3 separate regions of the Mus musculus genome follow, and regions 1 and 2 are each linked to region 3. A link is a contact called in public HiChIP or PLAC-seq data. All regions are on one chromosome and are shown on one strand. Each heading gives the region's core, a stretch centred on a gene start, on an enhancer-like site or on the middle of the called end of the contact. The rest is flanking DNA. Distances are from core to core; before and after follow the strand shown.

What was found. HiChIP or PLAC-seq counts read pairs in DNA pulled down with a chosen protein or histone mark.
Region 1: an H3K4me3 HiChIP or PLAC-seq map of bone marrow-derived macrophages shows a contact between it and region 3, with 3 times the contacts expected there. The contact joins the enhancer-like site here to the promoter of Ehhadh in region 3. A contact is called at or near these places in 9 of 39 promoter capture datasets (the 3T3-L1 cell line, 3T3-L1-derived adipocytes, cranial neural crest and 5 more), 7 of 115 datasets of contacts at active chromatin or transcription factors (bone marrow-derived macrophages, embryonic stem cells, extraembryonic endoderm stem cells and 2 more) and 4 of 9 other capture datasets (embryonic stem cells, liver, macrophages and 1 more).
Region 2: an H3K27ac HiChIP or PLAC-seq map of embryonic stem cells shows a contact between it and region 3, with 3 times the contacts expected there. The contact joins the enhancer-like site here to the promoter of Ehhadh in region 3. A contact is called at or near these places in 5 of 39 promoter capture datasets (the HPC-7 cell line, embryonic stem cells, hippocampal neurons and 1 more), 7 of 115 datasets of contacts at active chromatin or transcription factors (the SCID.adh cell line, bone marrow-derived macrophages, embryonic stem cells and 2 more) and 3 of 9 other capture datasets (adipose tissue, embryonic stem cells and liver).

Annotation. Positions count from the first base shown.
Region 1 is chr16:22,041,920-22,046,135 of GRCm38.p6, reverse strand. Senp2 (SUMO/sentrin specific peptidase 2) reads right to left here. Exons shown (of 17, transcript NM_029457.3): 15 at 3,082-3,166; 16 at 1,828-1,923. Among named protein-coding and RNA genes, the nearest start is that of Senp2, 35 kb to the right of the region's middle. Within about 2 kb of position 2,140, at least 11 of the 459 cell types and tissues checked have an H3K27ac peak or open chromatin away from gene starts, as enhancers often do. A contact at or near this core is called in bone marrow-derived macrophages and extraembryonic endoderm stem cells, where this site is marked.
Region 2 is chr16:22,095,288-22,099,233 of GRCm38.p6, reverse strand. All of the region lies in intron 2 of Igf2bp2 (insulin-like growth factor 2 mRNA binding protein 2), which reads left to right. Among named protein-coding and RNA genes, the nearest start is that of Igf2bp2, 66 kb to the left of the region's middle. Within about 2 kb of position 1,428, at least 50 of the 459 cell types and tissues checked have an H3K27ac peak or open chromatin away from gene starts, as enhancers often do. A contact at or near this core is called in the SCID.adh cell line, bone marrow-derived macrophages and embryonic stem cells, where this site is marked.
Region 3 is chr16:21,786,326-21,790,616 of GRCm38.p6, reverse strand. Ehhadh (enoyl-Coenzyme A, hydratase/3-hydroxyacyl Coenzyme A dehydrogenase) reads left to right here and starts at 2,783. Exons shown (of 7, transcript NM_023737.3): 1 at 2,783-2,910. The coding sequence starts at 2,837.

The DNA of each region.
Region 1 (4,216 bases), core at 891-3,390, 260 kb before region 3:
GACTGTGGCCACAAGCTTCTAGTTCCCCATCCTCCGCAGTTCTGGGATGACAAGTGTCACACACCTAGTCTATATGCGTATATAAGGACATTAATTACTCTACAGGTGCATATGCCCTTACATGCTAAGGAAAACCAAAGCTGGAGACAGAGTCACATACTATAGAACAAGAGCATACAACATGCACCAAAACAGAAATGTCCACACAGTGGCACAACAGGAAACTTCTCTAAATTCTAAATTAACATCATTTAAAAAACAATTTGTTTTTATATTAAAAAGTGACCTTAAAGCAGGAAACTATGGCTCAGTAGTAGAGGTCTTTCTTGCCTAGTATTTATGAGGCCCTGTTTTCAATTTAAGTGACTTTTAAAGGTGAAAACCAAACAAATCTACAATCTTATTTCCGTTCTACCACTATTTTGTTCCAAAAGCTGCTTATTCCCATGAAATCTCATCAATTCCTTGCTATTTATATTAGCTGGCCATGGCGGTATACACCTATAATCCCAACACTTTAGAAAGCAGCTAAGATATGAAGATCGTGAGTCTGAGGCTAGTCTGGCTCCACAGTATCCCCGCATCAGAAAAAATAGAACAGAAACAAAATAAAACCAGAGTCTAGGGTAGGAAAGCGAGAGAGACTCAGTGCTTTCACGGAGAATCACTGGCATGTTTTCAGAGCAACAAAACGCAAAGCACCCAAAAGTATTTGTAACTCAGACACCCATCCCCACGTTTGATAAAATTGAAGTTCCAGCTGGGAGGTGGGGGTCTGCACCTTTAATTCCAGTACTGGGAAGGCAGAGGCAGGCAGATCTCTGAGTATGAGGACAGCCTTGGCTACCCAGAGAAATCTTGTCTCACACACACAAAAAAATTCAAAATTGAGGTTCGCATATTTGCCCTATTCATGGTACATTGCTATAAATAAGTGGCTCTATATAATAAATTACTGAGTTTTTGGAGGATATATATGGCAAAAATCTTTAAAAAAAAACACATTAATTTTTTTTTTTTGAGACAGTCTCACTATGTAGTACTAGTTGGCCCGGCACTCACTACGCAAACCAGGCTGGCCTGAAGCTCACAGACCCTCCTCCAGTCTCTGCCTCTCTAGTGTTGGGATTAGAGATATGCACCACCATGCCCAGTAAAACACAACATTTATTCCTAGTGAAAGAGCGGAGACTCCTCAGTAGTGAGTTCTTTGAGACTGGGAAGATATGAACTCGGCAGGGAGTCCAACTGACTTCATGTTCCTCCAAAGCATTTAGTTCTACTGTTCAACAAGCAGCTTGTCTGACAATCAGGAACTATCAAATGAAGGTCTATGATTGAGGAATAATTTTAATTGGGGTCAACTGTGGCTGGACAAAGAGCGAGCCCACCATCAAACAGCAATGTAAACATTTCTTCTGATGTGCCTGTGTCTCCTCTCAAGTACACCACCTTGCAGAAAGGAAAGCCCATTCCTTCCCGCTTCCATCTTATACTCGGGTGAGTCCTGTGAGGACAGGCCCAGCTTCCTTCCCCCTGCTGTCATCTATCCTCACACGCCTCTCTCTAGCTAAAAGTAACAGTAACACACAGGAACCAGTTACAAATGAAGTTGAAGGACAAGCAAGTTATCCCCCTGGTCTTTCAAGAGCAGGGCAGTCCTGAGAATACACGCTGCAACAGAGCACGCAGGACACTGCTTCTGACAACTGGGGGCCTTACCCACGGTTCTCAGCAACAGTACTGTTCATTTGAAGAGCCTGAAATGTGCCAGGCACTGCCAAAGCATAGTACCAACTAAGTGCACAAGCAGCAGCCTGGACTCACCTGAGTGAATGTGATAGGTTTGTCCCTAGAAATATAATCTGCATATTTACAAGTAAACATTCCACAGTCACTCCCATTCAACTGCTGAGGAATCTCCTAAAACCAAACAAACAGAAAAGAGGTAAAATATCATTACACAGACATCATTAATCTCTTTCTAAACAGACTGTGAAAGCAGCATGATAAAGGTCGATAAGTCTGCTGTTGCACAAACACAGACACACATACAAGCACAATCCCTCTTATTCTCTGTGGTAGAAAACCCTAACCACGGGTACAGTGCATGAGACTCCACAGAAACATTCATAGAAGAAAGAAGAAGTGAGAACTCTACTAAAAGGCAAAACAAAGCCCAGCACACACGGCGAGAGCTGAGATAAGAGGACCCACATTTGGTTTATTACAAGAACACTAGTGACTCTTCATGATGGACTCCTACAGTGGGAGCAGGGCTGTCTCTGACTCTGGTAGCTTTTGGGACCCTTCCCCATTACTGGGCTATTTTGTCTAGCCTCAGTAGGAAGAGATGCTCTTACTGCAACTTGGTGTGCCAAGGCTGGCTGATACCCAGGGGCGGAGCCCCGTTCTAAAGAGAAAGGGAGGACAGGTGGGTAGAGTGGGTCAGGGGAAGGGAAGGTTGGAAGGAAGGACTGGAGGAGAGAAGGGAGGGGAAACTGAAGTTTGGATGTAAAATAAACTAATTAAAAAAAAATACTGTTGACATTTCAAAAGTACTATCGACTTTCAAAGGGGATGAAGAGAGGGTCAATCAGATCAATGTGGAACACAGGAATCTACTTCAATCCTGCAGAGCTCACATACTCTTAACAACCAGGACAAGTGCCCGCTGCTGAGGGTCCCTACGGTTTCAAGTGAGAAGAGAAAACCATCTCAGAGGTTGTAATCAACTAAGACCGTGCCATGAGGGTTAGTCCTGTCTGAGGCAGAACCACAGCTGGGAACATTAGAAAATAAACCTGTATGGACTAAGCTGTGTGCCCAGCCTGCATCGCCCCAGGCAGACATAAGGGATACATGAGAAGGAGAATAGCGGAAGGCTTACTCCACTGCTGAATCTCACACTGGATGGCAACAGAGTCCCTTCGATTCCCAAATGCAGTTACAACTGGGGAAGGATAGGTAGCATGCCCACCACACACATGTATACACTGGGGTCTCACACACCACACAGCACACTTTAGGAAAGGAAGGAAGGAAGAAAGAGAAAGGTGTCCAGGCCTGAGCCTCACTTACATGTGGCTTCATGCTGTAGTGGGTCCACTCTAAGAGGTTGAGATCTGTATTTCTTTTGGTCTTGCTTTCATCCTGTAAATACTGACTAAAGAAAACAAGAACAAAGAATGAATGTATCAATGAAGTCCCAAGAGAACACTCACTGTGATTAAAAAGAACTTTGTGATATTTAGCAGGGATGTCATTCTCAAATCTGGATCTATTTGTTTTTTTAGAAATGTAACTTTTATTTTTTAGGTTTCCCTCTCATGCTAGTAAAAAATTTACATGTTCAAAGATATCATACTTACTTTAAAAGAAAATAAAAAGCGAATCCTTTACAACAGACACTGGAAGTTTCTAGTTCTCTATACCTACAATTAAAGAGTTCACCACTAATACCAGGCTTTTCAAGCTACTCTAGAAGAAGAAAGAAAAGGAAGAAACACTTCCAAGTCAAAGGCCGATAAAGACATGGGGTGGGGATGAGGGAGATTAACTAACTTCCCTGATAAATTTAAACACAGACAAAATACTTGCAAACTGAAGTCAAGGGCTGGTGAGGTGGCTCAGCAGGTATGAGCACTGACTGCTCTTCCGAAGGTCCTGAGTTCAAATCCCAGCAACCACATGGTGGCTCACAACCACCCGTAATGAGATCTGACGCCCTCTTCTGGTGCGTCCGAAGACAGCTATGGTGTACTTACGTAGAATAATAAGTAAATTTAAAAAAATATTTAAAAAAAAACAACAACAAAAAACCTGAAGTCAAGAACACATCAAAAAGAGCATGCACAGTGACTAAGCTGTCGGTGCAACTTGACCAGAGATGCAAGAAAGGTTCAATATGTGTAACTCAATGAATGTTCTAAATGATCTAAATGGACTCAAGGACAGAAACCCCATGGACATCTTTACAGATGTAGAAAAAACAATGATAAAACACATTACTTCATGTTAAAGGTTCTAAAGAAGCTTGGGTTAGGGGGAAAATCATTATTTGCTTGTTTTTCAAGAAAAATTTAATTCTCCATTATAAGAACAAGTAAACTCTTAGTAAAGAATTTAGTTATCTTCTGACTATTAATTTTTTTTTTTTCTGTTTTTTCAAGACAGGGTTTCTCTGTGTAGCCCTGGCTGTCCTGGAACTCACTCT
Region 2 (3,946 bases), core at 179-2,678, 310 kb before region 3:
CTGTGCTCACCTCACCTCCAGAGACCACACTCAGATTAACCTCCTGGAATCCTCCAGCTTACTTTCAATTACTCCCCCAAATTTTCAGGATCCTCCATTGCCTTAAAATAGTCTATATCTACTTGTAGAATCTATGGTTGCATAGCAAGCCCAAATTAGCTCAAATATAAACTCTGTATATGTACAGATTCTGTGGGTCAAGAATGGTGTAGTAAGTGCTGGGCGTGATGGCCCACGCCTTTAATCCCAGCACTTGGAAGGCAGAGGCAGGCAGATTTCTGAGTTCAAGGCCAACCTGGTCTACATAGTGAGTTCCAGGACAGCCAGGGCTACACAGAGAAACCCTGTCTCAAAAAACAAAACAAAACAACAAAACAAATAAGCAAACAAAAAAGCTATCCTAGCAGTCTACATTTTGAGCTGGAGAGATGACTCAGCGGTTAAAAGCACTGACTATTCTTCTGAAGGTCCTGAGTTCAAATCCCAGCAACCACATGGTGGCTCACAACCACCCGTAATGAGATCTGACGCCCTCTTCTGGAGTGTCTGAAGATAGCTACAGTGTACTTACATATAATAAATAAATAAATCTTAAAAAAAAAAAAAAAGAATGGTGTAGTAAGAGATTTTGTCTTTGCCCTATGTCTGGAATTTCTACTGGGAAGACTCAATGGCAGGGGTAATTGGGCATGGTAGTCTCCAAAACTCATTGATACTGCCCATCGTTAAACTTCGTTTCATGGCTAGCTGCTGGGAAGATTCAGACTTGTGTTGGTCTGGTGACCCAGCTTCCTAGTCTGTGGACTTAGTTCCCTGAAGGCAGAGGCTGGGGTGTGGAGCTCTGCCTGCCCCAGCAGAGGCTACGCTGCAGATTGAGCATGGAACCCTGTTCCTGCTCACCCTCTCTGTCTGAAGCTCAACCCAGGGGCTGCGCCGTAGGACTCTGGTGGGTTTCAGTGTCCACTAAGTATGGTGTCCTTTTCCAGGTGCAGGCCTCCCTGGGCCTGAGTCACCTCTGGTTTTGCTTGTGGGACTCGCCCTTGGGTTCTCCCTCTCCTTGATTGGCAGCTGCTCCCTGGGAAGCTTTGCTTGATATTTTTTTCTGCAGTTCTGCACAGCAGGCTTCTACATTTCATCCTTCATCCTTCTCGGCTCCCAGATGATAATTTATAACTGGCGCTGGATAAGGATTTCTAAAACTTCTCTTAAGTTCGGCTGTTTGCCCTGTTTGTTAAAATTCTAATTCGAGTAAGGCTCATTGAGATGTTTGGGGTTTTTGTGATCCATCTGTAGCCTGAACCACAGGAGGCCTGTGCTGGCCCTCTGCCCCGCCTTCTCTTTGCAGCAGGCTTGCTCTGACTGCAGTTTGGAATCGTCTTGTCTAGCTGCCTGCCTCTCAGCTCACTGCCTCACGGCACAGCTTTGATGAAAGGGGAAATGAATCACCAGTGTTGGATCAGGTGTTGACTTCCTGTGTACAACTTCCTGTTAGTGGGTGCACACAGATGGAATTTTTCGAATACTAATAAATCATTGACATTGATTTGATTTGCCTACATCTTGTGATGGCCCTGGCTGAGGAGAGGAAGGGTTTTCTTGATTACTTAGACATTCGCTCTCGGATCAAGCGACACACAGTAAATACACCTGTGTCTTCCTTTTGGAATGGCTGCAAAGGGGTTCAAGCTACTGGAGCTCAAGCGTCTTCTCAGATGCCTGAGATGGGAATCCCAAAGTCATCATTGTGGGAGCAGAGAAAAGCGCCTGGGCTGGAGTGCTAAGATGGCTGCCCGTGAGGCAGAGCAGGCTGCAGAGCAGGGTTGAGCTGCAGCTGTGAGTGTGGTGGAGGCCAGAGAGGCTGAGAGCAGACTGGTTCAGGTGACTGAAGGCCTGGACAAGTGGAAAGCAGTTTGAGAGTCAACAGAGTGGCTTTCTGGGGTTGGGGGTGTGTGTGGGGGGGGAGGTGTGTGTGGGGAGGTTGGGAGCTCTCTGTCTGTTAGGTTGGGTTGTCACCTGTATGTTAGGTGCTCTTTTTTTTTTTTTTTGGTTTTTTGTGACAGGATTTCTCTGTGTAGCCCTGGCTGTCCTGGAACTCGCTCTGTAGACCAGGCTGGCCTCGAACTCAGAAATCCTCCTGCCTCTACCTCCCAAGTGCTGGGATTAAAGGTGTGTGCCACCATGCCCGGCCCTAGGTGTCCATTTTATGGGAGCCTTGTGAGGGTGCTGCCCCCTTGCCCCAGCTTCATGTCTCTTCAGGCCTGGTTTTCTGATTTAACTTTAACACACCATGTGCTCATACACTTTAGTAACTCTGTAGAGGTGTGCCCTTCTATAAGGGGCAGCCATTGTCAGTGTACTGTGTGGCTGTGCTAGGCAGGTGAGGCCCTTCACATGTCTGAGAAAATGTTCTTGACAAAATCCTCCGAATTGGTTATAAATCACATTTTTATCTAGGAAGTTACCCCTAATTAATGTTCCTCAGTTTAAAGGCAGTAGATATATTTGAAATTTGGAGAAAACAAATTCAGTTGTTGTTGTTTTTAAAGCAATTTTTATTCTGTCTTACCATAGTCTGCTCATCTATTTTTCAAAAAGATTCTCTGGGATTTTTTTTTAATTAGGTATTTTCTTCATTTACATTTCAAATGCTATCTCAAAAGCCCCCCATCCCCTGATTTTTTTTGTTTTTTAAAGGTGAATTTAAATCCCTATATTTGTCTTGGTGCTAGGAGACTGATCCCAAGGCCTTGATCATACCAGGCAGTCTGGAGCTGTTCAGTCTCAGGAGATTTTTATGCATTCAAATTGTGTAACTTGAGCTCTAGAAGCTAATTAAAAAAAAAAATCAAGCCGGGCAGTGGTGGCGCACGCCTATAATCCCAGCACTTGGGAGGCAGAGGCAGGCGGATTTCTGAGTTCGAGGCCAGCCTGGTCACAGAGTGAGTTCCAGGACAGCCAGGGCTACACAGAGAAAACCTGTCTCAAAAAACCTAAAATAAATAAATAAATAAATAAATAAATAAATAAATAAATAAATCAATCAATCAATCAATCAATCAATCAACATGCTCTTTTCATTGCTATAATAGATACCTGATGCAGCTAAGTTTATAAAGATTAAAGGTTACTTACCATACAGATTCAATTTGGGTCTGTAGCAGCTGGGTTCTAGTGAGAACTTCAGCACATGAGAATGGTATTGAAGGGAGTTGCACCACCAACCATGTGATTATGTTTTGGAAAAGGAGTGTATGAGCTGAGCTGCCAAAGTTGTCACAAGGAAATGCCTCACTTCCCCAGTTACCCAAGGACCTTCTACTGGGCCTCACTTCCAAAGGTTCCCTTGCCTCTGTGTAAGTGTGTGCTCTGCCTCCCACCCTGTTGGACCGACCAGTCTGTAATCATAAGAGATCCCTGGAGATTCCCAAGCCACAGCATCCTCTGAGATGTCAGAGATGGTCTTTGATGGGTATCTCCCCCTGGCCTTCCAGATGTGCTGCTTGTGTTGCCTTGATAACAGACTGCTCTTGCACTTTCTCTGTGGCCAAGGCTAGCCTCAGACGTGGGGTCTTTCTCCCTTGGGTTCCAGAGAACTGAGATTACAGGTGTTTGCCCCTCCTCACTCCCTCCATGAGAGATCCCTATGTGGCTCATTATAATAAAGAGCCTTTAAAGTGTTCTCCTCCCTGTTCTTCTGGAGCACATCTCCCATGCGTCCTGGGTTTTTGCTGGTCTTTCCCCAGATCTCTCCCTTGTGTGACAGGGGAAACTCAGAGAACTAAGCACAGGGACAGAGTGCTTCCTCCACGTGGCCGTGCCACAGAGAAGGTGGCCCACCAATGGTTAGCACAGGCCCACCCCAGCTTTCCCTGGCTGCCCTTTGCCTTTGCAAAGAGTCTGGTAGGTACCCAGTGGTATTTGTTACATGGATTGGCAACACTTTTAG
Region 3 (4,291 bases), core at 1,534-4,033:
ACCTACATTTGAGTGCCCCAAGACTTTGGGAGCTGATAGGTCTTAAACATTTGCTGAATGAGTAAAAAAGTAAATAAATTACAGGCATAGGTCTAGGCTTTTCTCTCCACCTCTATTGTCCTGCCCTTTTACCTATTAAAAGAACTTCTTTTTAAAGCATGAGTGGGCTTAGATGAAACAATAGAGAGGAATTTAGAAAGAATGGAGAGAAAGCCATTGCATCATCCTTATTTGCTTGTTTTTTTTAAAGATTTATTTATTTATTATATGTAAGTACACTGTAGTTGTCTTCAGACACTCCAGAAGAGGGAGTCAGATCTTGTTACAGATGGCTGTGAGCCACTATGTGGTTGCTGGGATTTGAACTCTGGACCTTCGGAAGAGCAGTCGGGTACTCTTACCCACTGAGCCATCTCACAAGCCCTATTTGCTTGTTTTGAGGCCTCATCTATATAGCCCAGGGTGGTCTCAAACTCACAGTGATCCTCCTGCCTCTACCTCCTGCATATTTGGATTGCAGGCTCGAACCACTGTAGTACCATAACACCGTGTTCAGCAGAGCCAATGCCAAAACACTATGGTTTTGTGATCGGACTTACTGTAAAACACAAGATGATAACAATGATCAAAATGGCCACATACTGTTATTGTTGTTTTATTATATTATTACTTTTGGTGCACGCTTGAAAACTTACATAATGCAAAGTTAAAATGATAATGGTCAGTAGTGACTCATGAATATTTTCCTTCCTTTCAATGAGACTGAATTTAAACTATACCAAGGAATCCTTGTCTGATAGAAAACAGATTGAGCTTTTCAGTGGATAAGGATCTGGAGATGGTAAGAGATAGCCAACCCTGTTCTTCGAGTAGTTAGAGACCTGCATGGTCCAGCAGGCAAAAACTCAGTATTTGTGACAGAGTTCAGCATTTACCCTCTGGGCACTGTAGTGGTTTCAGGGCTTATAGTGATTTTTTTTGAAGCATTAACAAACCTGAGATACCCTGTGAACATAGGATGTAAGATGACACAGTTGCTACAGTGAAAGAGTGAGGTGCTTGCCTAAGACAGTGATATCCTATGAAGTAGCACTGTGTATGTAGTAAGAATTTTGTTTCTTTTTTGAAAACAGTTATGGTGTGTGAATATGTTTTGTTTTAGTCCCAGGTGTGGAATATGGGGTTGCTCTCACAGCAGCTGACTATGATTCGTCTCATGCTCTGGCAGGGGTGTGATTCTGCCAAAAAAAAAAAAAAATTAGTTTACATTTGGAATTCTGTGGACTCTTGAAAGGGTATAAAAATGCCAGAGACCCAGAAGCTGTGGAGGCTGCTGCCCCCCTGCTGCTGCTGCCGCTGCTGCCTCCACCACTGCTGCTGCTGCTGGTTCCTGTTGCTGTGAGCAAAGATGAGAAGAAGAAATTGGATATCCTGAAGACAAAGACTGGACTTGCCCCTAAGGAACTTGATGCCCTTAATCAGCAGAAAGTAGTCTAAACAGATCTACGCCCCCTTTCCCTCTAACTCTCTTTCTGACTGACCTAGTGTTGTGGGGTTGGAAGGGATTGGGGTGGAGAAAGATAGTAGGTAATCCAGGAACGTAGCCAAAAGTATGGTTACATTTGTAAGACAAAATAAGTAAAATAGAAGGATATGGAAGATCAAAAGACTATCTACACACAGCAACACGGTAGAACCTGCTTAATTGGCATCCATGAACTCAGCAACTTTGGAACCCATGCTTGTAGACAATTCTGTACCATTAGGAAAAGAGAACCCACTGTGCTGCCACCTAGCTGTATCCCTATTCCTCTGCCACTTACAGAGGGACTAAGTGATAGGAGGCTTTGCTGTTGAGGAGCACTGGCAGAACCTGATTGGAACTGCCCTTTGAACTTTGTTCCCTAAATGCCTTACTTGCCTTTCGCTGGTTCTGCTCCCACCGAGGTGCCAACTGTAAACATCCAAGCCATTTAATGGATTTATATTAAAGCCTTCACCAAGAACCCACTGTGGGAGACACCACAGAAAGTTCCGTGCTCAATTAAAATAAAAGTGCAAACCTAATGGCCAGTGACCGAGTCCTACAGATGGAGATTATAAAGTGTCTTGAGATGACTCCAAAGAGGGCTTATTATCGATCCTTGCTCCAAGGGGGTGGGGTGTAATAAGGCCACTCAGTGCTATTAAACCTTGAACTCTACCTGCTCAGGTTCCTAGGATGCTGGGACTGATTTCTCCTAGACACCATACCTAGAAGTAACATTCCTAGAAATAATATTTAGACATTGTTAAAACTTGTGAAACATCAGTGAAGATTTACAAGTACGGTTTTACTTGTCAACCTGCACACTGTCTTCTGTCCACTTGGTGGACTTTGGCAACCAAGAGGAGCCATGCGCAGCTGGAAGGACCGTGCCCCAGGCTGTTTTAGAGGGAAGAGACAAGGCATGGTTTATTGTCAGGCTGCAGCCTACGTCCAGCCCATAATATGTGTGCAGTTCCTGGATGAACTGTGAAAAATCCCAGCCTTTAGGAGGGACAGAACTAGAGAAGGCCGGGGCTTCGTGCCCTGGTAAATGGCTGTTTTGTGAACATGTGATTGACGTTGGTGGTGTGACCCAGCAGTTTGGCTTGCCTGTGGACATTCCCTTTGGAAGCATAGGAAGATCGCGCTCCTTGGAGCGCAGCCCGCCCCAGGGAGCACGAAGTGCAAGGGGCAGGAGGCGGTAGCAGCGGCTCCCATTGGCTCAGAGCACGCCCCTCCTCTCAGGGCGGCCCAGAAAAGGAGCCCCGGGCTGCCCCAGACATCAGAGGCGCAGGATACCTTGAGAAAATGGCTGAGTATCTGAGGCTGCCCCACTCCCTGGCTATGATCCGCCTCTGCAATCCACCGGTCAATGCCATCAGGTAACACCGCCCGGACAGTGGGGTGTGGCGGGTCTAGGAGGGGGCTTGTCTCAGCTGGAAGGGCGGGCCAATGAGCAGCTGGCTCCGGCCTTCCTTCTGTCAGCTGTTGACCTCACTGCGAGGCCCACGTTTGGTTCTGGCGAATCAGGAACTTACAAAGGTGAGGTTGATGCAGCAAGTGTCTGCTTGAACCCCTTCCTGCAACCTTACTGCCGGCTTGCAACCCCAGCGTCTCTGTGATGCCAAAAGCTATAGTTAGCTGACTCGTAGAAAAGCAGAGTTTAGTGCCTTGAGTGTCAACTCTCCCTGTCAGAGGAGGCCTACTGGATAGTATTTTCTGAAAAGCTGAAGTTTCATTTACACCACCTGCAGTGCCCTCCTGTGCAATGCACTTAGCACATTACTATTATAAATGAGATCTGTCTTCTTGAAAAAATGATATTCATTTACCCTGTTCACTCCATATCACCGGCGAATAGAGTATAATTCTATATTAGCCTCAGGAGGAGTCACCCATACATTGCAGAAGTGGTGGACAGGATTGTGACAGATACTGTATAATTTTCACTGGTGAGACCTTGCTAAAACCCTTTTCTCAGGTGAGACCTTACAGTCTAAAGGACAAACCTAGGTACAGTTCCAGCCCTGTTCACTCTGCAGGGGACCAATGCAATGGATTTAGGCTTACTTTCAGAACAGGGTGGTGCGCTGGGGGCAGGTTGGGGGAGGGGAGGGCGGGGACAGGAGCATGAGTGACTTTAGAACTGCCACATTGGAATCAGCCCTCCCCAGCAAAGATCATGACTCCCCGTGGCAGTTAAGAACCCCTTCCCCAGCCGAGCGTGGTGGCGCACGCCTTTAATCCCAGCACTCGGGAGGCAGCACTTCTGAGTTAGAGGCCAACCTGGTCTACAAAGTGAGTTCCAGGACAGCCAAGGCTACACAGAGGAACCCTGTCTCGAAAAACTAAAGAAAAAAAAAATAAATAAAGAACTCCCTCCCCTAATCCTTCCCTACCTATATCCTCTAGTCCTTCCTAGAGACCCAAGGGTACAATTAGGGCAAAGAGGGGTGGCTGGATAATCAGAGTGTTCTGGTCCAGTCCTTCTATGAAAGTCTACCACCAACAAGCCCAGCATTGGCGATCTTTGGCAAACAGGCTCAAGCCAAACTTGCAGCAGTTTGGCTGGGAGAATAGTCCTGTACAATGGATGAGAACAACTAACCGTTCACCCGAGAGAGGGCATCTGTGACCGGCCAAGTAAAGGATTCCACCCACGTCTAGCTCGGTAGATTAGTGACTTTACTGAGGTCAGTTACAAGAGTATAGTTGCTTCTGAAACAACGGAACCCCTGGAAAGCCCACCCCAACTCGTGAGGA